Linked DNA regions of Mus musculus: all the other regions are linked to region 6. Evidence: chromatin contacts called from public ChIA-PET, Hi-C, HiCAR-type and promoter capture Hi-C data. All regions are on one chromosome and are shown on one strand. Each heading gives the region's core, a stretch centred on a gene start, on an enhancer-like site or on the middle of the called end of the contact. The rest is flanking DNA. Distances are from core to core; before and after follow the strand shown. Region 1 holds the start of Zfp410 (zinc finger protein 410). Region 2 holds the start of Abcd4 (ATP-binding cassette, sub-family D (ALD), member 4). Region 3 holds the start of Entpd5 (ectonucleoside triphosphate diphosphohydrolase 5). Region 4 holds the start of Coq6 (coenzyme Q6 monooxygenase). Region 5 holds the start of Lin52 (lin-52 homolog (C. elegans)). Region 6 holds the start of Psen1 (presenilin 1). Region 7 overlaps Entpd5 (ectonucleoside triphosphate diphosphohydrolase 5).

Evidence for each region. Promoter capture Hi-C pulls out the DNA fragments that hold promoters and counts their contacts. A called contact is a pair of places that touch in the nucleus more often than the background predicts. ChIA-PET counts read pairs in DNA pulled down with a chosen protein or histone mark. HiCAR-type assays count read pairs that join an accessible place to other places. Capture Hi-C pulls out chosen DNA fragments and counts their contacts.
Region 1: a contact with region 6 is called in an RNA polymerase II ChIA-PET map of memory CD8 T cells, with 22 read pairs. The contact joins the promoter of Zfp410 here to the promoter of Psen1 in region 6. A contact is called at or near these places in 4 of 39 promoter capture datasets (cranial neural crest, liver, maxillary cranial neural crest and 1 more), 3 of 484 Hi-C or Micro-C datasets (cardiomyocytes, cortical neurons and liver), 6 of 115 datasets of contacts at active chromatin or transcription factors (astrocytes, bone marrow-derived macrophages, large pre-B cells and 2 more) and 1 of 9 other capture datasets (adipose tissue).
Region 2: a contact with region 6 is called in a Hi-C map of CD4 T cells, with 4 times the contacts expected there. The contact joins the promoter of Abcd4 here to the promoter of Psen1 in region 6.
Region 3: a promoter capture Hi-C map of pre-B cells shows a contact between it and region 6, with 3 times the contacts expected there. The contact joins the promoter of Entpd5 here to the promoter of Psen1 in region 6. A contact is called at or near these places in 5 of 39 promoter capture datasets (the C10 cell line, hippocampal neurons, liver and 1 more), 1 of 484 Hi-C or Micro-C datasets (CD4 T cells), 2 of 115 datasets of contacts at active chromatin or transcription factors (astrocytes and microglia) and 2 of 9 other capture datasets (adipose tissue and liver).
Region 4: a promoter capture Hi-C map of liver shows a contact between it and region 6, with 2.3 times the contacts expected there. The contact joins the promoter of Coq6 here to the promoter of Psen1 in region 6. A contact is called at or near these places in 3 of 39 promoter capture datasets (hippocampal neurons, neutrophils and pre-B cells), 2 of 115 datasets of contacts at active chromatin or transcription factors (astrocytes and memory CD8 T cells) and 3 of 9 other capture datasets (adipose tissue, embryonic stem cells and liver).
Region 5: a HiCAR-type map of astrocytes shows a contact between it and region 6, with 3 times the contacts expected there. The contact joins the promoter of Lin52 here to the promoter of Psen1 in region 6. A contact is called at or near these places in 8 of 39 promoter capture datasets (the C10 cell line, cranial neural crest, erythroid cells and 4 more), 1 of 484 Hi-C or Micro-C datasets (double positive thymocytes), 2 of 115 datasets of contacts at active chromatin or transcription factors (the SCID.adh cell line and astrocytes) and 2 of 9 other capture datasets (liver and macrophages).
Region 7: a promoter capture Hi-C map of liver shows a contact between it and region 6, with 2.2 times the contacts expected there. The contact joins the enhancer-like site here to the promoter of Psen1 in region 6. A contact is called at or near these places in 6 of 39 promoter capture datasets (the C10 cell line, hippocampal neurons, liver and 2 more) and 1 of 9 other capture datasets (embryonic stem cells).

What each region holds. Positions count from the first base shown.
Region 1 is chr12:84,315,446-84,318,555 of GRCm38.p6, reverse strand. It overlaps Zfp410 (zinc finger protein 410), which reads right to left and starts at 1,697. Exons shown (of 12, transcript NM_144833.4): 1 at 1,382-1,697. It overlaps Ptgr2 (prostaglandin reductase 2), which reads right to left. Exons shown (of 10, transcript NM_029880.3): 10 at 2,724-3,110.
Region 2 is chr12:84,615,981-84,618,978 of GRCm38.p6, reverse strand. It overlaps Abcd4 (ATP-binding cassette, sub-family D (ALD), member 4), which reads left to right and starts at 1,513. Exons shown (of 19, transcript NM_008992.2): 1 at 1,513-1,696. The coding sequence starts at 1,659.
Region 3 is chr12:84,407,398-84,410,509 of GRCm38.p6, reverse strand. Entpd5 (ectonucleoside triphosphate diphosphohydrolase 5) reads left to right here and starts at 1,481. Exons shown (of 16, transcript NM_001026214.2): 1 at 1,481-1,540. It overlaps Bbof1 (basal body orientation factor 1), which reads right to left and starts at 1,442. Exons shown (of 12, transcript NM_028377.3): 1 at 1,255-1,442. The coding sequence starts at 1,328.
Region 4 is chr12:84,360,626-84,363,356 of GRCm38.p6, reverse strand. Coq6 (coenzyme Q6 monooxygenase) reads right to left here and starts at 1,389. Exons shown (of 12, transcript NM_172582.3): 1 at 1,120-1,389. The coding sequence starts at 1,306. It overlaps Fam161b (family with sequence similarity 161, member B), which reads left to right and starts at 1,529. Exons shown (of 9, transcript NM_001358283.1): 1 at 1,529-1,665. The coding sequence starts at 1,612.
Region 5 is chr12:84,450,157-84,452,884 of GRCm38.p6, reverse strand. It overlaps Lin52 (lin-52 homolog (C. elegans)), which reads right to left and starts at 1,377. Exons shown (of 6, transcript NM_173756.4): 1 at 1,342-1,377. The coding sequence starts at 1,372. It overlaps Aldh6a1 (aldehyde dehydrogenase family 6, subfamily A1), which reads left to right and starts at 1,861. Exons shown (of 12, transcript NM_134042.3): 1 at 1,861-1,996. The coding sequence starts at 1,946.
Region 6 is chr12:83,686,711-83,689,511 of GRCm38.p6, reverse strand. Psen1 (presenilin 1) reads right to left here and starts at 1,360. Exons shown (of 12, transcript NM_001362271.1): 1 at 1,219-1,360.
Region 7 is chr12:84,383,734-84,386,674 of GRCm38.p6, reverse strand. Entpd5 (ectonucleoside triphosphate diphosphohydrolase 5) reads left to right here. Exons shown (of 16, transcript NM_001026214.2): 9 at 449-537; 10 at 799-878; 11 at 1,466-1,527; 12 at 2,355-2,456. Among named protein-coding and RNA genes, the nearest start is that of Coq6, 23 kb to the right of the region's middle. Within about 2 kb of position 1,689, at least 72 of the 459 cell types and tissues checked have an H3K27ac peak or open chromatin away from gene starts, as enhancers often do. A contact at or near this core is called in liver, where this site is marked.

The DNA.
Region 1 (3,110 bases), core at 448-2,947, 630 kb before region 6:
AATTCAGAGGATAAATAACATGACAAATGATACCCAATTCCCTACCCCTTCACTCTGACTTTTCAATTCCAAACTTTCATTAACTGCTTATGGACTAATTCTGCATATATATCCTCAGCATGTCAAACCAAACCATGTCTAAACACGGATTATCATCTCCCCTACCAAACCTGTTCTTCTTGAATTATCTTTTATTTATTGCCCAATCTTCCCACTCAGCTGCAAATTTTACCTAGCAGTGCCTCTCATCCTACATGTTTTAATAATCCCAGCAATTAATAATAACCAGACCCCAAAGTGACTCCTGTGATGCTGTTTAGATTTCTCAGTATCTTTCTGCTTGTCACTCTCCATATGCAGTTTAGTATCTCAGAATAATGGCCAGCCCTTAACGGTAAACCTCTTCACTGACATACTCCTCCCCCCACTGCCCCCCCAAAAAAAACCTTAGAAATTGTGGGATTTACCTAAATTTGACACCTACTGGGATACAAAGCTCAAATTAGAACCACATTTTCTGATGCTTGGCTGCCCTGTATCTGCCACAAAGTGTAATTTCTCAACGCCAAACACCCAGAATTGCGCGTTTTGACCTCAAACTATGTTTTATTCTCTTTACATATGTTCCACTGATCTTTGTGTCTAATGTAATGTAAATGTATGAACTCTTAACCCCAAATCAATAATATTTCACTCCCAAATGGTTCCTAAGTACATCTCAGAGCCTCATGAGCAAGTGAGATAAAGTTTAATAAACTAATTGGATCGTCTTCTTTTGAGAAACTTCAGAGAACAAGTTGAACGAGCAAAACACATCCTGGCTGCAAACACTCGCTGCCCACACACGGGCCTGAGGTGACAGGCAAAGGAGACCCCAGAGGTCCGGCTCTGGTCCGCAGACGTCCCTTCCCTATTCCAGCCCAAGGCAGAGAGTGGACCCAGGAAAGGTGCCGGCAGCCCTGGGTGAAACGCGGGCAGGGCACCGCTGTCAACCCTTCCCGCCAGCACAAAGGCCTCAGCCGAAGGCCCTTAGGTCTGCGGGCGGGCCCAGCCGCGGGTGCAGTCCGGAGCCTCCGCCCGGGGGACTCGCTGACTCCCGCGTTCTGGGGGGGCAGGCTGGTCTCCAAGCTCCCTCCCTCAAGAACAAGCAAAGGAGGAGAAACGGTGCGCCCCAGATCCCCAAAGGGGTTAGGGCCGCAGCCGCCGGGCTTCGGACCGGTCGCTCCCCGCCCGCTAGACGCCTGGGGGAGTCTGGGGGGACGGCTTCCTTGCGCCCTTCGGGGGCGAACCCGGCTCTAGATCCCCAGACCCCATAAGTGGCTTCCTTTCTCGGCGGGACCACCTACCCGAGCGGGGGTGGCTACACTAGCCTGGAGCTCACCTTCCAGTCTCGGGCAGCCGTCCGTCCGTCAGTCAGCCCCGAATCCCGTCCACACACGGCGTCTTCCGGCTCCCGCCGGAAGCAGCTCCAGAGCGGGACAGGAAGTTTGGCCGCCCCCCATCAACATACCCACTCGCTTTCTTCTCCGCCCGCGGGTGTTTCTCAGGAGGAGGCGCTGACTCTTGGGCCGCTGCTTGAGAGCGATCCTTCGCTCCCCGCTACATACACACGCATACACAGCCCGAGACACACACAGGGTTCCCTCCCGGCCGAGGAACCGCAGCGCCCCGTCCCCTCCTGTCTGCCCTTCAGGGTTCTCAGGTCCGCGAAATCTGAAACCAGGTCAGTGCAGTCTAGCCGTGACGTCACTGCCTTCCCGCTGAGCGGAGCTGTTCAGCAGGGGCCGCGGCGGCTGGGATGGGTGAGACGGCGCGGGGTGGAGGGTAGCTTTCTCCGGAGCTGAGGACCTGTGACAGCTCCCGAAACACCAAAAGCCCATGAAGAGCACCTGAAATGTTCATGGCCCAAAGAGGGACCTGGAAATCAAGCCTTGCATTGCCCCTAGGACTGGGTGTGAATTTAGGCACACGTACAGCGTTAGAAACATTTAAGAATTCTCCAGAGATCTTGGATGCACTGACTGAGGGCTCAGATAACTAAGTTCCAAGCTGGATAATAGTTCTTGTTGAAACTTTCGAGTTTGACTGCATGAAACTTAAGATCTGCAGTGGTGGCACACGCCTGTAACTCCAGCAATCCCAGTACTCCAGGAGTTCCCGGTGAACGAGGGCTACATAGTTGAGACCTTGTCCAAAAAAACAAAAAACAACAACAACAACAAAACATGATGCGGTGTGGAAGAGTAGGGGACTAAAGATAGTGCCTGTGAGATATAATGTTCTCTGAAGGCGCTCATTTTCAAGTTAGAGATAAGCCAGGAGTCTGGATGAGCTAGGGAGTCATAGTTTTGGTACAAAATGTTCCGGGAGAAAACATTTCCTCGATACAGTTTGTCCTGCGCACTGAGAAGCATGACTGTGATCCCATTTGAGGATGGCCATGACAAGGACAACTGGCCTACACAGTATCTGGGACAAAAATCTTGGGGTGGCAAGGAGATGTTTACTAGGAGCTAAAATCCTAAAATTTAAGAAAGGATTAAAAAACAAAGATTTACCAGTTACCACTATATGAAGAGATGAAGAACTGTTCAGAAAGAAAAACTGGGGTCCAGAGAAAGTATGTAAAACAAGGTTAGAACGCTGCAAAATTTGATTTAGTGGCTGCTAATTTGTTTTGCCTCTAAAATATATTGACTGTAAAAAAAAAAAGTGGTCATAAGTCATACTCAGAAAACATCTCCAGTTTTATTTTTCTAAAGGTTGAGAAAATTAAGAAAACAAATGTGATACATCAGTATATCTGGAATAGTCATGTCTATAACCATTGGTTAATTTACTTAATCCTATAGCTTTCTGGAGCTTGATTACTTGGGGCTTGTTGTGGGAAGGTACCATTGGGGATTGACCTCAGAGCCCCTAGAGTACTGATCAGTGTTCTGCCCTGACCACTCCGACTCACTTTCATCAGTGAAACTCTTAGTGATGTTTATATCTATTAGTTCTCCAAAGTATAAGCCCAGAATGGGGATACAGGCCTTTAACACTGGCACTCGGAGGCAGACAGCCAAGTGGATATCTTTGAGTTCCAGGCCAGCCTGGATTACATA
Region 2 (2,998 bases), core at 264-2,763, 930 kb before region 6:
TGGGCACTTTAGTCAGTCTATAAGCATTTCATACATTTCTCGTTTAAGGATCGCAGCACTTGGAGGCAGAGGCAGGTGGATCTCTGAGATCCTGGCTAGCCTGGTGTAGAGAGCGAGTTTCAGGACAGCCAGGGCTACACAGTGGAACACTGTTTCGGGAAGAAAAAACAAAAACAAAAACAGAATAAACCAAAAGAACCAAAACAGCTGCAATCTAAACCAAACCAAACCAGAAACCCACTATAAATCAGTAGTGTTGAAAACTGCAAATGTAAAGTGAGGATCCTCTACCCTTTTTTTTTTTTTTTCCCCTTGAGGCAGGTCTCCTGTTGTCCAGGCTAATCATGAACTCAGCGCTTTCTATGTATCTGAGGCATATCTGGAACTCTTGATCCTCCTGCTCTACTGCCTCAGGTCCAGAATTACAGGGTTGAGCTGCCATATATGTCTGGAAAACTGATTTATATGTTTATTTCTGTAGTGCTGGGGCCTTATGTATGACACGCAAGTCGTTTACCACTAAGTCACATCTACCCGACTTAAATGATCATGCTGGGGCTGGTGAGATGGCTCAGTGGGTAAGAGTACCCGACTGCTTTTCCAAAGGTCCAGAGTTCAAATCCCAGCAACCACATGGTGGCTCACAACCATCCGTAACTAGATCTGACGCCCTCTTCTGGTGTGTCTGAAGACAGCTACAGTGTACTTACATATAATAAATACATCTTTAAAAAAAAAAAAAGTCACGCTGGCCAGGCATGATGGCGCATGCCTTTAATCCCAGCACTTGGGAGACAGAGGCAGGCGGATTTCTGAGTTCGAGGCCAGCCTGGTCTACAAAGTGAGTTCCAGGACAGCCAAGGCTACACAGAGAAACCCCGTTTCGAAAAACAAACAAAAAACAAACAAACAAAATCACGCTGGGGAGAGATGGGACGTCCTGGAGAGATGGCTCTGTGGTTACAAGCACTGGCTGCTCTTTCAGAAGCCCTGGGTCTGTAACTAGAGTTCCAGGGACTCCAATGCCCTCTTCTGGACTCTGCAGGCACCAGGCACTCACGTGGTACTCATACATGCAGGCAAAACATTCCTATACATAAAATACATTTTCAAGAAAATCTTGTAAATCGTGCTGGGACCAGGGAGCCAGCTCACCCGATGAAGGCTTTTCTCGCCAATCCTGACAACCTGAGTTGGCTCCTCGGGAGCCCTCATGATGGAAGGAGAAAATTGACTCCTCAAAGTTGTTCTCTGACACTTACGCCCTGGTTCACAGTTCGCGTGAACACACACATAGCTCACTAAATAAATATGTATTTTTTAAATTAATTAATTTTTTAAAAAACAGATCACGCTGTCTTCTCTGGGAGAAAGTTACACTCGGAACTACCAGTTGGCAAAAGAAACCTCCCAGCCCCACAGGGGACGCTCTGGCCACCCGGCCAGCTCTATAACCTCTTGCTACTCTCTTGTTCTTCAGGAAAGGCTGCGCTTCCGGGAACGGCCACAGCGCCGGAGCCGTCTTCTCTATCTAGCGCGTCTCTGTGGTCGCCAGAGTCCCACCCCTTTCCTCCTAGGGCGGGGCCCCGAGCTCTGAGGACTCTGCCCGGGGAGGACACCGGGCTTGCTCGGTCGCCTCGTCGCTTGCATCCCGGGTCATGGCGGTCCCGGGACCCACGGCCCGAGCTGGTGCCAGGTGAGCAGGGCTAGTGAGGACGGCCGGGTTGTCAGGGACGCACTGCCTGGGCAGTGGGGAAGGGGCTGCTCCCCTGCGGGTCCTTCCTTGCAACTTTCCTTCAGTTTGGGCTATTTGGAACCCTGGCTGCACAGAATGGAGTTGACGCTGCCTCACTCTAGGTACTGCGGACCCCCCTCTTTTGGCATCTTCCTCCCTTAGTTTTCGTTCTCAATTCCGATCTGCTCTTGGCACACCCTCCTTTGCATTAATTTTTTTCAGACCCTCTTACTTAAATTATCCTGTTACCTTAAAATATATGTTGACTTTGGATTCATGAATCATGTTGTGATTTTTTAAAAGAGAGAAGTTTTTAAACTGAGCATTGGGTTTTTTAGGTCATCCATGCTATATGACTTTTCACTCCTGAATGGTGCTCAGCGTCACCCTGGATAGATTCTATTTCCCTAGTAAAGGATGCCTGGATTACTTCCAGTATTTCAAGCACCACAAAGTACACCGTAATGAATATCCTGGCAATTGTCTCTTGATAGATAGATACTGATGGTTTCTCTTTAAGTTATCCACCTCAGGATAGAATGCTGAGCCATACTTAATTCTATAATGTTTTGGGGTGGTCGCGTCCAATTTATAGTTCCTGACAGCAATATATAAAGGTTCTAGTGTCCCTTATAACCATCCCCATATTTGGTATTGTTTAGTTTATTTTTCCTAATATGTATCTAAATGATGTATGTAAGATGGTATTTTTTAAAGGTTTATTTATTTATAATATGTAAGTACACTGTAGCTGTCTTCAGACACCTCAGAAAAGGGCAGATATCATTACCGAATGGTTATGAGCCACCATGTGGTTGCTGGGATTTGAACTCAGGACCTTCAGAAGAACAGTCAGTGCTCTTAACTGCTGAGTCATCCCTCCAGCCCTGTAAGATGGTATCCTATTGTAATAACTTTATTTTTATTTTATTGGGGGGGGGCGCATGCACATGCACGTGTGATATGTGTGCCATGACACAGGAATGGAGATCAGGGAACAGGTTTTGGAGTTGGTTTTTTCCGCAGTGGGATCTGGGGCTGGAATTCAGATCTTGGCGACAAACACTTGGACCTTTTGCTGGCTGAGCCATCTTGTCAACTACACTGTGCTAACTTAGTACATTTATTAGGCTCGTGGATTGTCCCTTTCATAGACTGCCTGCTTATATCCTCTCCTCACTTTCCTATGAAATATCCTGATGTGCTGGGTACATCACGTGTTGGCGCACGCCTTTAAGTCCAACACATGGGAGGCAGATGGCA
Region 3 (3,112 bases), core at 232-2,731, 720 kb before region 6:
GTTAAGTACTTCATTTGTTGGTAAGTACTTCATGTTAAGTACTTCAATTGTTGGTAACACATTATCCCAGGCTTTAAGGATGCCTGAAAAACACACACCATAGTCATTGATGCAGAGATGGGGGAAAAAAAAAGTAAGACCTTGGGAATGTAGACATGTAGAAGCAGAATGTACAGTAAGCATACATCAGGTAGAAGTAGAATGTATAATAAGCATACATTAGGAAGAAGAAGACTGAATGGTATGCATACATCAGGTAAAGTTAGAGTGCATGGTATGCATGTATCAGGTAGAAGTAGAAGTAGAATGCATGGTAAGTATACATCAAGGCCCTAGGATGGATTCAAAAGGTAAAGTCCTTTGAAATAAAGATTGCACCAGCATTAACAAAACACTGTGGTACAGAGCTGGAGAGATAGCTCAGAGATTAAGAGCACTGACTGTTCTTCCAGAGGTTCTGAGTTCAACTCCCAGCAACCACATGGTGGCTCACAACCATCTGTAATGGGATCTTCTGGAGTGTGCCTAAAGACAGCATACAGTGTATGCATATAAATAAAAATAAACAAATCTTTTTTAAAAAGAAAGTTACTCTCTTAAGTTACTTTGCTGGAGATGGTACCTAGGACCCTGCACAAGAAGCACTCTATCACTGAACTACACTCAGACTTGTTTTTAAAGACGAGGTCTCCATATGTAGCAGTGGCTGTGATCTCCCTGCCTCAGCCTCCAGAGCAATGCGACCAGAGGTGTGTGTTACTTAACTTGTCTCCAGAGAATTCACATTACAGTCACAAGCTTAAGCGATCCCTTTGCATTTCTCATCTACGGCGTTGAACTCCTTGTGTGACTCCAAAGTCCTGAGGAACCATCCTGTAGCCCAGTCATTCTATTGACATTCTAGCAACAATTCCTAGGGACCATCCATGGGGTTAGCGCTATAGCTGTTCACTCTGTGTCTCTGTGTGTGGTGTTTGTGTGTGTACTGATCCGTCCAGTTAAATCATTTCGCGTGCTCCCTTTGATCCCAAGAGGATTCCTGAATGACCCAAGGAACAACTTTAACCACTCAGACAAGAGCTAGAATAGAAAAGAATGTGTTTATATCAGTCTCACAATGGAGAGCTCTCAGATCTTAGGGCCAATCAAGAATGAACAGGAGCTGTCCACAAAAGCCTGACAGAGGCATCCAGTTAGCGCCGCAAAATGACAAGGGTAGGCAGGGGGAACGGGGAGCCTCTGCGCTGCTCTTACTTTGGTTCTTTGCCTTTGTTTTTGCCTTTCCTCTTGTCTTTCCTCTTGTCTTTCCTCTTGTCCTTCGCCGGCATCTTGACTTCTGCGGGAGTCTCACCGTGCTGGTGTCCTGGTGGCCGCCACCTGGGCCGACTCCGTCTCTAAGGAAACCACCACGCCGAAGGGCTAACGTCCTCCGCGCCGTTGAGGGCACGCGGAGGGCGCACGCGCGTGACGTGACCGCGGCGAGGGGCGGGGCGGAGATCGCTCCGAGGCGGCGGGCGTCCGCGCCAGGGCGGCGCGCGCGGTGAGTGTGCACGAGCCTCGGCGGCGCTCCCGGGGTTGGAGCCGGGCGGGAGGCCGGGAGCTCGGCAGGGGCGGGTGTCGGGCGCGGGGCTGCGGCGTCTTAGCCTCCCACGACTTGTCTCGCGCCCCCTGAGGCTCCATGGCCGGCGGCTCTCCGACCGCCCCGCGCGCATCGGAGCGGCGCCAGTGAGGCTTGAAGCGCTTCCAGTCGGGCGGGCGGATCTTCCAAGCCTCTGGCGCGGCCACCGTGGCGGTCCTGCCCGCATCCCTGCTTCTGTCTCGGTGGCGGCGCCCTCGCTGCCCGCCTCATGCTTACCTCCCCTCCATCCTCGCTTCTGTCTCGCGGGCTCCCTGGAGGACAGTGCACCCGGGGACATCCCAGGCCAAACGCTTTCAGGGAGGCAGTTGACTTTTCCGAGGGCGGTGGCTTGAGTGAGGCTGTCAGCCTCCGAGGGTCCGCGGGCTCCGGTGCTCAGACTCTGGCTCCCCTGCCTGGAGCGGTGTGGCGGGGGGGGGGGGGGGGGATCGTTGGTCCCCGGATCTAGGTGGCAGGTGCTTGGCTCCAGCCGACCGCCAGGTTCCTGTTAGTTAACATCGCCCACATCCTCTAGTGCCTGAAGTCCCATTGCTGCAAGTTGCATAAAGTTGCAAGCACTTGCCTCGCACCCGGGTTCCCGAGGAGTAGTACTCCATCCAGTATTCTAGTTGGTTCAGAAGAGGAACCCTGTGATTATGTCTTCATTCACTGAGCGTGAGTGAGTCATTACGGAAGACAGGTATTGTGGCTGCCTTGTCAATAGGCTTGGGAGTGAAGCGCGGTTCTGCTTTATCACTCCGCTTCAAATTTCATTTAACATTTATTTTGAAACATCATTGTTAGAACTCCTCCTCCCCTCTCTCTAGGGAGACCTTAGTTACTAAGCCCCTAACTGTAAGGTGACATCTTTGACCTCTAAATCTCTCTTTTCCCACCTCATCCCCCCCCCAGAGGGCGTGGTTTGTGTGGTTTGTAAATTTTGCGGTTAGAGTAAGCAAGTAGATTTGATGAGAGACCTTGGAAACCGTTTGAACCTTCTGCTAGCACGGCTATGGCCTATTTTGACTATATTTCTGGTGACATGCCATGAACTTATGAGTAGAATCACCTCTACATCATGTACCTTCCCTTAGATAATGTACATTACCTCTGAGAAGCAATCTATAAAGCACCTATTGCTAACTAGCAGAAAGGGAGTAGGGGCATTTTCTGTCATAGGTATGTATATTTAGACTTTTTATTTATTTGTTTGTTTGTTTGTTTTACAAAAATTGGTTGTAAATAAAAGCCAGTCCCACATTTACCATTTGAATATACTTCTACAGATTATCTCAGACATAAAATTTTGACTTAAAATAAAAGTGTCTTTGTTTATTTTTTTCACCGTTATTTTTATTTTATATATATGGACGTTCTGCCTGCAAATCTATGTGCTAGGTGTATGCAGTGCCTCTGGAGGCCAGAAGAGGTCGTTGGAACTTGAATTAGAGATGGTTGTGAGCTGACATGTGGATGCTGAGAATCAAACCTGGGACC
Region 4 (2,731 bases), core at 140-2,639, 670 kb before region 6:
GCCACCAAAATGTGAATGCTAAAGTTTCGAAGGGCCCAGAAACGGTGCTACATCATGCCAGCACTTGGTAAATATATTCCACACCATTGGTCATTAGGGAAATATAAACACAAGCCACTTCCTACGAACTTCAGAGGACAAAGAAAAAAGGCAGCAGATAGTGCTGTCAGGGTCAGGAGAAACCTGAGCATTCATCTACTGTCAATGATAACATAAACTGGGGCACTCTCTCAAAGTCTGGCAGGTCTTCAAAACATCAGCATTGCCACATAACCCAGAGATTTCACTAGAGAATAGCCTCGAGATGATCAACACTGTTCACACCAAAGTTTGCACACAGAATGTCCCTACTAGCATCATTCCTTTACAGGCCAAAAGTGAAAACCAAGCATACTTTCAACACAATTGAGGATGGCATCAGCTCTCAAAACAAAAGCTGTCTGATACAGACTCCAACCTGGATTAACCTTTAAAACAGAGTATATCTCCAACTACATAGAACTATCCGGAAAAGGTAAATCTATAGACAGAAAGTAGGAGAGTCTGTAGGGCTGAGAAGGTGAGCAGAAGTGTGGAGAGTGACATCTAATGAATTCCAAGTCTTTTTTTATTTTTTTGCTTTTTGGTTTTTTATAAAGTAAGGAAACGGTAATAAAACTTATTGTAGGTACTGAATAGCTCTGCAAAAATACTAAAAACTCATTGGACTGTACGCTTTAAGTGGGAGCACTTATAACTAGATGAATGTTATCTTAATAAAGCAGCTTTAAGACCAGGAGTGGGGGCGCGGGCCTTAATCCCAGCACTCAGAAGACTGAGGAAGATGATCTCTGTGATTTCGAGGTCAATCCGATCTACCATCCGATACTACAAAGCCCGATGCCTCTCGAGGTGCTCATAAACAATCCTGGACAGTTCTCAAGGGTCAGACTGACTTAGAAAGGCCCGCCCACTTGTGATCCCGCAGAACCCATGCCATTCCCGAGGACTCCCCTGGAAGGACAGTGAGCAAAGCACCAGGTCAGGCACGTTAGGTGTCTGGACAGCGTCCCGACCTCCACTGTGAGTACCGTCCCTCCACAGCCCAGATCCTCCAGCCCGCGGTCGAGATGCACCTACCTAAGGCACAAGCCATGGCAGAGCCCACTAGGCCTCCTCCTGACACCACCACGTCGTACACGGTGTCTGCCGAGGAGCCCGCCCATCGCTGGCTGGCAACTAGCGGGCCTCCTCTGGCTGCGAGCTGCGCGGAACTCCACCAGCGAACGCAGAGCAAGCCTGCCATGGAGCCAATGCGGGCCGCCATAATGACTCCTGCCTGCGCCCGCGCCCGGGACTTCTCCCTGATAGGTCCTGGAAAGTGCTTCCGGGGCAGTCGTCAACCTTGTGTGGTTTTAGCCCTGTCTTCAAAACCGGAAATAAAATAGTTGAAGAAAATTATCCAATCAGAAGACGCTCTTGCCTCATTGGGCGGAACAGACTAAAGACTGGAAGCCAATCCAAGGCTAAAGCCATGAAGGGGCGTGGCTAGCAGTACCTAACCGCCGGCGCCGCTGTCACGGTTGTCACTGCTGCTTTCACCTCTGCTTCTCTCTCTCTCTAGTTAGGAAGATGACTGTGGGGAGGACTGCGGGAGGTCCTGAGTGCGCCGAGTGGAGCCGTGAGGTGAGTGGAGAAAGGAGGAAGTCGGATGCCTCAGCAAGGAATCCTCAAGAGTGGAAACTGTTTAGCGTTGCCGTGGAGACAGAGTCAGGGGCGTGTCATCAAAGGGCGAAGAATTAAAATTGGCAGCGCTTGGGCACTTAGAGAACCAGTCTTGGGGGACGTGGGTCTTTTGTGTCTTGTACCAGGCTCTGATATCAGGAATCGTACTAATAACAAACCACGAATTAACCTTGAAAATCTTAAAAGCGATCTCTATCTTAATATGATTATCCAGAAAAGGCAAATCTAGGGGGCGCGTCATTGCATGGGGCTGAGGTGAGGAGAAACAGGGAGAGACTTCTAAAAGGGCTGAGGAGGTGAGGAGAGACTTCTAAAAGCTTCCAAGGTTTTTGTTGTCGTTTTAGAGTAAGGAAAACGCACCGAAACGCAGCTCTTCAAATATATTAAAATTCATTAAACTGAATGTGTTTAATGTGTTGTATCCTCTCAAACCCATTTTCTAGAAAAGAAAAGAGATGGGTTAAGCAATTTGCCCCGAAATCTCTGAAAACAGAAAGTAGGCTGGTAGTTGCCTAGGGCTGACAGGTTGAGAGGAAGATGTGGGAGGGTTAAGGGATATAAGTGACAATTAAATGCTACACTGGTGCTTCAGAGCAGAGATTCTCAATCTGTTTCACCTAAGATCATCCTGCATATCAGATATTTACCTTACAATTCATAACAGTAGCAAAATTACAGTATTAACAATGAAAATGACTATGGTTGGGGCTCACCACCACATGAAACACTGTATTAAAGGGTCGATGCATTAGAACAGTTGAGGACACTGCTTTAGAGGAATGGTGAAAATGGTCTGACTTCTACTGTGATTGCTAGATGACCCTGGCTGTTTTAGAAACTGGAGGAGAGTACGCTTTGAATGGCTCACTTGTACACTATGGACATTGTGTTTCAATAAAGTTGTTTTTAAAACGAAAGAGCCAGCATTATGGCTCAAACTTGTAATCCCAACAACTCAAATTACTAAAGCAGAAGGATAAGGAGTTCAAGGTCGCCCTTTGACCCT
Region 5 (2,728 bases), core at 128-2,627, 760 kb before region 6:
AGAGCAAGTTTCAGGACAGCCAGGACTATACAAGAAACCTTGTCTCAGGAAAAACAAAAACAAAAACAAAACAACCAACAAACTAAACCAACTTTTTATTTTAGACACGATTTGCCTACAATTCCCTCTACAGCCTAGGCAAGCCTGAAGCAACAAACCTCCTGCCTCAATCTCCCAAGCTAGAATTAGAGGTCACACACCAAGGCCAGTTTTACTTTTGGATAAACGTTAACTTAAAGCCAAATCCTTTACAGGCATTATTCTAAAACCTAGGATTAGCCGGGCAGTGGTAGTGCACGCCTTTAATCCCAGCACTCGGGAGGCAGAGGCAGGCGGATTTCTGAGTTCGAGGCCAGCCTGGTCTACAGAGTGAGTTCCAGGACAGCCAGGGCTATACAGAGAAACCCTGTCTCGAAAAACCAAAATAAATAAATAAATAGTAAAAATAAACAAACAACCCCCCCCCAAAAAAAAACCCTAGGACTAAATTAATGAAATAAGACAGAATTGGAATTTATAGTTGGGTGTGGCCCGGGCAAAGTGCAAAGTTAACAGAATAACTATATAAACTGAGATGCTGAATAATGACAGAAGAGCAATTCCAAATATTAAAGCAAAACCGCGAGCAAAAGCATACGGGTATATCAAGAACACCTATATGTCTACTGAGATGACTTGCGTCTTAGAAGACAGAATAAGCAGAATTGCTCCTGCCCTCAGCCTACGGAAACAACACATAAAGTAGAGGGGTGACGAGTTAAGGAAGAGTTGAGAAGCGTGAGAAGCGACATTAACAAGCCGAATTTTCACTCCCTCGGGACTCAGGGCAAGGAAACCAGGTCCCCGCACCTCCTGCTGCCAAGGCAACGGACCTGAACTGAGGAGACAAGCTTCTCTCTCTGCCGGCTCGGTAGAGGAATGAACCCTAGACCTCATGTCAGTCACCACTCACACTTCACAGCCATAGAGCTTGAGAGACTCATACGTACCAGCTCTACTGAGATGAGAACAGAACCAACACTCCAATGGGCCTGTTCAAAAAGAAAGTTCCCTTTCCCCTCAGCAGCTCCTTTTGAACCCTCAGCATCACCGATGGGCCGGAGCGACCTCTGTCCTTTTTCCCCCCATAGGGACTCCGGTTGATGGACTCCTTCCTAGTACACAGCAAGGAGACCTGGTACTAGGCACCTGCTAGCTGAAAAGCCGGCATACCCCAAAGGAGAAAAGTGGGAGAGAAAGGAGAGGGGCGCAAGAAAAAAAGAGTAAGGGTGAGGACAGAGGAAGTTCCCAGAGAAGCAAATAATGATACTACAGGCCAACAATCTCCAAGCCGGCTCTTACCGTCTGTGGGAGACGCCATCTTCCAGCCCATGTCACGTGACGTAACCAACCGTCGGCGGGAAAGCGAGGATCCGCAAGCCACGCCCCTAGCAGGGATAACCTATCCTTAGCTCACAGCCCGGTCTCGTTTCCCTACTTCATAGGGTAACATTTGCCTAGTCCCACCCCAGACAGCAGCCCCACCCACGGAGTGGTTAAAGTGGAACGCAGGCAAAATTCTTCAAGGACCTTATTTACTTTCCTTAGCAAGGGGGCGGGACCTTAGAGAGCCTACCTACAGCCAATCGGAGTTCCCGGTTAGGGGGCGTCTTCCCTGTGTGCTTACTATGCAGTACCAAGTCGAGGGGGCGTCTCCATATTTCCGCCAACAAAAATAGGATAAAGTGAGAGAAGCCCAGAACGCTTCCACCTTTGACCAATCACCTATTCCCAGGGGTGGGAATGATGGGTGGAGTCAAAGATTCCGACAAGTGATTGGTTATAGGAAGTGGCCCTTCCCTCCAATGGAGAGGCTCGGTCGTGTTCTGGGCGTGGCTTAACGGTGTTGCTTCAAGGGAGGCACTGGCAGCCGAGACGCAGGCGAGCTGGGCAGAGTCGGTGAGCCATGGCGGCGGCAGTGGCGGCAGCGGCAGCAATGCGGTCCCGGATCCTGCAGGCGAGTGAGGGTGGCGACGAGGGACCATGATGTTAGAAATGGGTCCTTTCCGCCCCGTCTCTAAACCATGCTTCTGCCGGACAGACTTCTTGGCCCAGCCCCTTCTTTGCAGCCCCTTGTGTTCCACCAGACCCGTGCGTCAGGGCTGTCACTCTGTACCGCCTGGCCCCGAGATTCAGCCCCGGACGGTCACGCCTGCTCCCCACTCCCCTTTACTCCTGAGCCTTTTCTTTTTTAGCTTTGACCCACCCACCTCCAGTCCAGCTCAGTCCTTGCTGTCACATGCTGGCTTGCTTTCTCTTTTTTGGTTCCTCCCACGGTCTCTCTTTCACCTCTGTACCAGCCACCTCTGTGCCCCAGAAACTCCTCCTTTTGGTCGCTGTACATAGAGTACTTTCCTTTGCCAGGAGCGTCCCTTCCCCCCATCCAGCCTCTATGTGAGGCAAGAGGGGATGGGAGCTCATTAAGGACATGGAACTAAGATCAGAGAAGGAACTTTGAATCTCCTAGACATGTACCCTAGGTTTTCATATCAAAAAGGCAGCCATTTGTTAGTTTTCACAAACATTCTGGCTTTTAGTGTTTTTCCCAAGCCCTGGGCCAAGTTAAACTTTCTCAGCGAAGTTAAACTTTTGGAGGTAAATAAGGGCATGTGGTTTTGCTAATACTGCTTCATTCAAAAGACTAAACATTCCCCCAGACAGGTGGTAGAAAATAAGAGCCTAGGAAGAC
Region 6 (2,801 bases), core at 111-2,610:
AGACAGCTACAATGTACTCACATATAATAAATAAATAAACCTCTAAAAAATTTTTTAAAAAAGTGTCTGTGGGAACATTTAAAACTAGTATTTGTGGTTCACGCTCATCTTTCAAGGGTACAATGGTACAGAGATCCTTCTAAAACAACACCAGGCCTTTCATTCCTATCGCTGACAATGCTCCCTGAAGCTTCCGTGTTTCTCAGCTTCTGTGACACTGCACTATTGTGGTTTCTGCATTCGTCCTCCTCAGCAGCCTCGTTGTCCTCCTTCTACCTGGCTCTTTGTTGTGTTCCCTAAGTGTCCACCCAGTTCTCTGCTCCAACATCAAACAGCAAATCTACTTAAGTGACCCATGTTTACAGTTTACAGCTCTGACCTCAGGCCATCTTCACCCGCTGTCACTTCAAAAGTACTATTTCCAAACCACTGCCTAACTTCCTTATTTCTCTCTCATTCTCCAAACTTGAACCCAGTCAATCTTATGCGTTAGTTGAACAGATCGCCTGTCCTGCTCACGTTTCTTCTACGTTTCTGTTACTGGAACTCTCATTTCTCCTAGTTATGTAAAAAGTTACCTCAATTGTCTCATGCACTCCGTCCTCCACTACCAGGCGGATGTGCCTGAGCCTCTGTTCGCGGCAGTGCCACATTTGAAAACGTGAAAGGGAAGAACTAGCAAACACTAAAGGCGCCTACAAGCGTCAGACACATGCATCGTGACAGTTCTGAAGAAAGAACAAGCGCCATACGACTCTTCGCCTGCCAACAGACACACTGAGAAGTTAGCCCCGAGTGCCACTCACTCACTTCTGGACTATGACACACTCGGGGCACCAGACGCAGAGTTTCACCAGTTGCTCAAGGCGACCCAGCCTAGGGCGCTTCCTCTATCTCTAGCTCCACTCTGATCGAGAGGCCACCCCTGATGCCAGCCATCTGCTCCCGGCCGCCCGGGGAAGCCAGCACTTCCGGGGTACCAAAGCTCGGAGAAGGCTGCTCTCAGTCTGGCCCCGGCTGGGTTCCGAGAAACCGGCTTCACCCCGTTTCCCACGCGGGGTTCCTCGATCTCCGCCCGCCTGGACCCCGCCCCTCATCCCTAGAGACGCCCGCAGCGCGGCCCTCGGAGACACAGGCCCGCCCGGACCCCCGGCAGGCAGGCGACGGTGAACACGACCGGCAGAGACACCCTCCGCCCCGCACACCCTGGGCACGCACCTTCTCTCTCCGCGCCCGGGCGGCCGGCTCGCAGCCTAGGTTTCCGCCTCAGCTGCCGCTGTTTTGTTTCCGACGAATACTCGCGGCCCACGGAGCAGGTCGTCCTAGGCCCCGCCCTAGAGGTCTCACCGGTGTCGCAACTTCCGGCCTCGGCGACGTTGGCCCCTAGACCCGGGAGGGGACGGAGCTTCCGGTGGCGCGCGCAGGCCACGAGGGCTGGGGGCTGGAGCTGGCCTAATCCACTCGCATAGATGTAAGGATGTGCGCGACCTGAGGCCTCTCTAGGGTTTGAGGCGCGTCTAGCGTTCTTCCAGTCTACAAGTGACATTTTCCCTTGTTTTTGGTTGAGACTGCGATTCGAGCGTTCCCTGCCGGTATCAAACATACCTTGTAGGAAAGGATGGGCTTGAACCTATTTATTTGGTTTCCATGTGTGGGGACACCGTGCCTTGTTTTGTAGTGACATTTTAAATCCAACACTTCCCATTTCTCCACAGTATTTATTTGAACAGTTCCTCAAAACGGATAAAATTTACTGTTTGTACTCTCAATAAACCAAAGCGATTGGTGGGTAAACAGAACCTGAGAAATATCCTATTAGTCTAGGTTCCGAGTCTGAAAGTCTTCCCAGATGGCAAGCTTCTAGAAAGCAAAGAATGTTTCCTATCTTGATTTTTACATCCCTCAGATTTTCCTTAATCGGAGAGACAATTATCAACAGCACACCACACATTTCACTTGGGCAAAAAACAACAGAGAAATTATTCATAATCCCAAATAACCAGAAAACGGCTAATGTGCTTAAGGAGCACACACGAGGAACTAGATTCTACTCCCAACAGAGACAAATACATCGGGATGGTGTTGTATCTGAAATCATAACACTCAGGAGGAGATGGGGCAGGACAGTGAGTTGAAATCGGACTGGGATTCCTAGCAAATTACAGGTCAAACTAAGATACACTGGGTCAAACTTCCTTTTTTCTACTTCCCAGAAGGCCTCGTTCTAAATAGTAGAGCATCCATCTCCATTTTCTCCCAACATTCTCAACCCTGCTTCAATAAACTCAGACTTCACTATTTTCATGCTTAAGATCTTGATACTTTAGTCTTTTCCGCCAGCGGAATGGCAACTGGGAGGAGACATAGCATAACCTTGGGTAGTTTTCCCTCAATCATTTACTTATACCCTCAATCATTTACTTATATGGGAAGAAGGCAGAAAATTGTAGACAGTACAGAACAAGCTCAATACACTTGCTAAACAAGCATAGACTAAAAGCCATTTGCAAACTACATTAATTGCGATCTTTTGGTAGAATGGCAAATGCTGTAAACTATACAGAGAAGCAATTTCGACAAACATTTTTGTGCAAAGATGTTCGTGGAGTACTGGTATATATATAAAAAAATCTCACTGTCCTACAACAAATCTTAGTTCACCTAGGTTATAAAACTCATGAATGGGGCTGGTGAGATGGCTCAGTGGTTAAGACCACTGACTACTCTTCCAAAAGTCCTGAGTTCAAATCCCAGCAACCACATGACGGCTCACAACCATGAGATCTGACGCCCTCTTCTGG
Region 7 (2,941 bases), core at 440-2,939, 700 kb before region 6:
TAAAAAAAAATCCACTTCTCTTTTCCTGTACTGTTCTTTGATTGAGAGAAGGGGGTGGGGCCAGAGAAATGGCGAGCAGTTCAGTCTATTCCTTGTCAGTTCCCAGCACCACTCGGGTGGCTTACAGCTGCCTGTGACTCGGGCTCCAGGGCCTTAGCTCTGTGCAGCCACACTCGGCTGTATAGACCCATACACATACCCAGAATTAAAACTGGAAAAAACCCCTTCTTTAAAAAAGAAGAGGGGAGAGAGACAAGCTAATTCTACAGTCTGCATTCAAGGCCTCAGCGGCTCAAGAGGCTCTGCGTTTACATTAGCCTGCCAGCCTTTGGGTTCAGGGGGCAGTGGGTCTTCACAAGACAGCTTTGGAGTCCAGTAAGCAGGAGAGAACCTGCAGAGAATGGATGGGTAGCCGGGGTACTCACTCATCCCTTGCTCTCATTAACAGGTCAGCTGCATGGTCGTGGCCAGGAGACTGTGGGGACCCTTGACCTGGGGGGTGCCTCCACCCAAATCACGTTTCTACCCCAGTTTGAGGTGAGTCATTTTTATCCAGGCCTTTCTGGCAACACACTTAGAAAGCTAAGTATCACGCTGCTCTGAGACAACAGCTCTACAGTGACTAGGTCACAGAGTCGATAAATGACTGGAGAAAGTCTCTCTGGCTCCTGGAGCCTTGGGAGACATGGCGTTTAATCTTCCCCATGTCTGGTTTAGGGGAGGGTTGTGGATGGCGGTGTTATAATCTTCTTATGATTGCAGGTGCTGAATAGTCTTTTTGCTCTTTCTGATTTGCAGAAAACCCTGGAACAAACACCTAGGGGCTACCTCACTTCCTTTGAGATGTTTAACAGCACTTTTAAGCTCTATACACATAGGTGAGGAGGGGTAGGGGAAATAACAGTTCACATTATGTCATTTTCCTTACTTCTCAAAGCATTTTAATATTTGTCACTGTATCTTGCCAGCCTCAGAAAGCCTCTGCCAGTCCCCTAAGCCCTGTCTACTGAAACCTAATCCATACCAAACCTGAGAAACCTAGGAGGCATCTCCAGTCTGGGCCTCAAGCGTATGTGATGTAAGAGTCAGTTTCTCTTTAGTTGATTGCATGTGAAGAAGGCTCAGACCTCAGCCAGCGCTCTGTACCAACTCATTCAGTAAGGGCTTCTGGGCTTCAGAGACCAGTCTGCAATGGATAAGAGCTTTTCTGGGGATGGCTCTCAGGCTGGGCCACCGGGAACAATCTCATTCCTCGGTATCACACCTGTGAGCAGGTCTTACTGCACATCTTAGCCCAGACTACAGAAGTCTTCCTTTAGTGTCCATTGAGCAAATACAGCACAGAGATGGGGCAAAGCTTCCATCCTTCCCAGGGAGTCAGAGAAACCACGTCACATTTGAAGAAGGCGGCTGTGGGCTAAAAACATCTAGGACAGCCTGAAACTGTCAACCTTGTGTTTTTCAGTTACTTGGGATTTGGACTGAAAGCTGCAAGACTGGCAACTCTGGGAGCCCTGGAAGCAAAAGGTTTGTCAGTCCCAGTCTGTGGTGGGAGACTGGGAGACGCCAAAACACAGCTCGCCCTCTTCCCTTGCTTGGCATTCTTCCTATGGAGCAAAGGGCTGTGCTGGCCTGGGAAGTGTGTGTTGCATAACAGACATAAAAGCTGCCGGGGCTGTGGTGTGCATTCATCACCTTTAGAGCAAAGGTTACTACACAGGAGTAAGGACCTGTAGCTACAAGGCTGGAACCTCCACCGTGTCTCGTAGGAACTTGCCCAAGCCTTTGTCAGGAAACCAGGTCTTTTCTGTTTGCCAAGTGGAGTGACTGAGCAATTCCTTTTCTGTCTTCACTGTTGGGCACAGGCAGAATTGGCTGCAGTCCCAGTTGTGTGGCTGGGGACAAATCAGTGACCCTTCTGTGCCCTGTTCTTCACCTTGCACAGGAGTGTGTGTCTAATGCACCCAGACAGTGCTCACAGTAAGTGGGTTCTGGGCTGAGGCGCACAGAGCACTTCAGTTTGCCGGGTTATCTTCAAGCGTGTCTCTTTTAACCTCTCAACTACCAGTGGAGGAATGTTCCTCCATTACAGGGAGGAACTTACTTTACTATGGGGTTTTTATTTCTTTGGGATGTGATAAGCTTTATAATTCCCCTGGCAAATGTGCATGAAGTTTGCCTCTGGCTCTAGAGAGTTTACCACTACCACAAAGCCTGTGAAGACTCCATGTCGCAGGACACAGCCGAGGGACTACTCTGACAAGATTATAAGTCCCCTTCACCCCATCGGCCACAAGAGCTTCTTGCTTCTATCTCCCTCTCACAGACCGCCTTCTCCTGTTGTGTTCTTTCAGGGACTGATGGACATACGTTTCGAAGTGCCTGTTTACCAAGATGGTTGGAAGCAGAGTGGATCTTTGGGGGTGTGAAATACCAGTATGGTGGTAACCAAGAAGGTGAATGGTGTTTCTTCACTGGTTAAAATTACCTTCCTAGTGCCTGTTCTGGGAAGTCCTATAGGAAGACTCCAGAGCCCAGGGGAGATTTGACTTATTCTAGAGGTGTTGGTATGTCCAGGGCCAGCAAGCAAGGCAGCTCCCGCTCTGCATACTGTTCTGAGTTCCATGGTAGCGGTAGGAGTCTGTTGTCACCTGTTGTCTTAGGCAGGGTTTCTATTCCTGCACAAACATCATGACCAAGAAGCAAGCTGGGGACGAAAGGGTTTATTCGGCTTACACTTCCATACTGCTGTTCATCACCAAAGGAAGTCAGGACTGGAACTCAAGCAAGTCAGAAAGCAGGAGCTGATGCAGAGGCCATGGAGGGGTGTTCTTTACTGGCTTGCCTCCCCTGGCTTGCTCAGCCTGCTCTCTTATCGAACCAAGACTACCAGCCCAGAGATGGTCCCACCCACCAGGGGCCTTTCCCCCTTGATCACTAA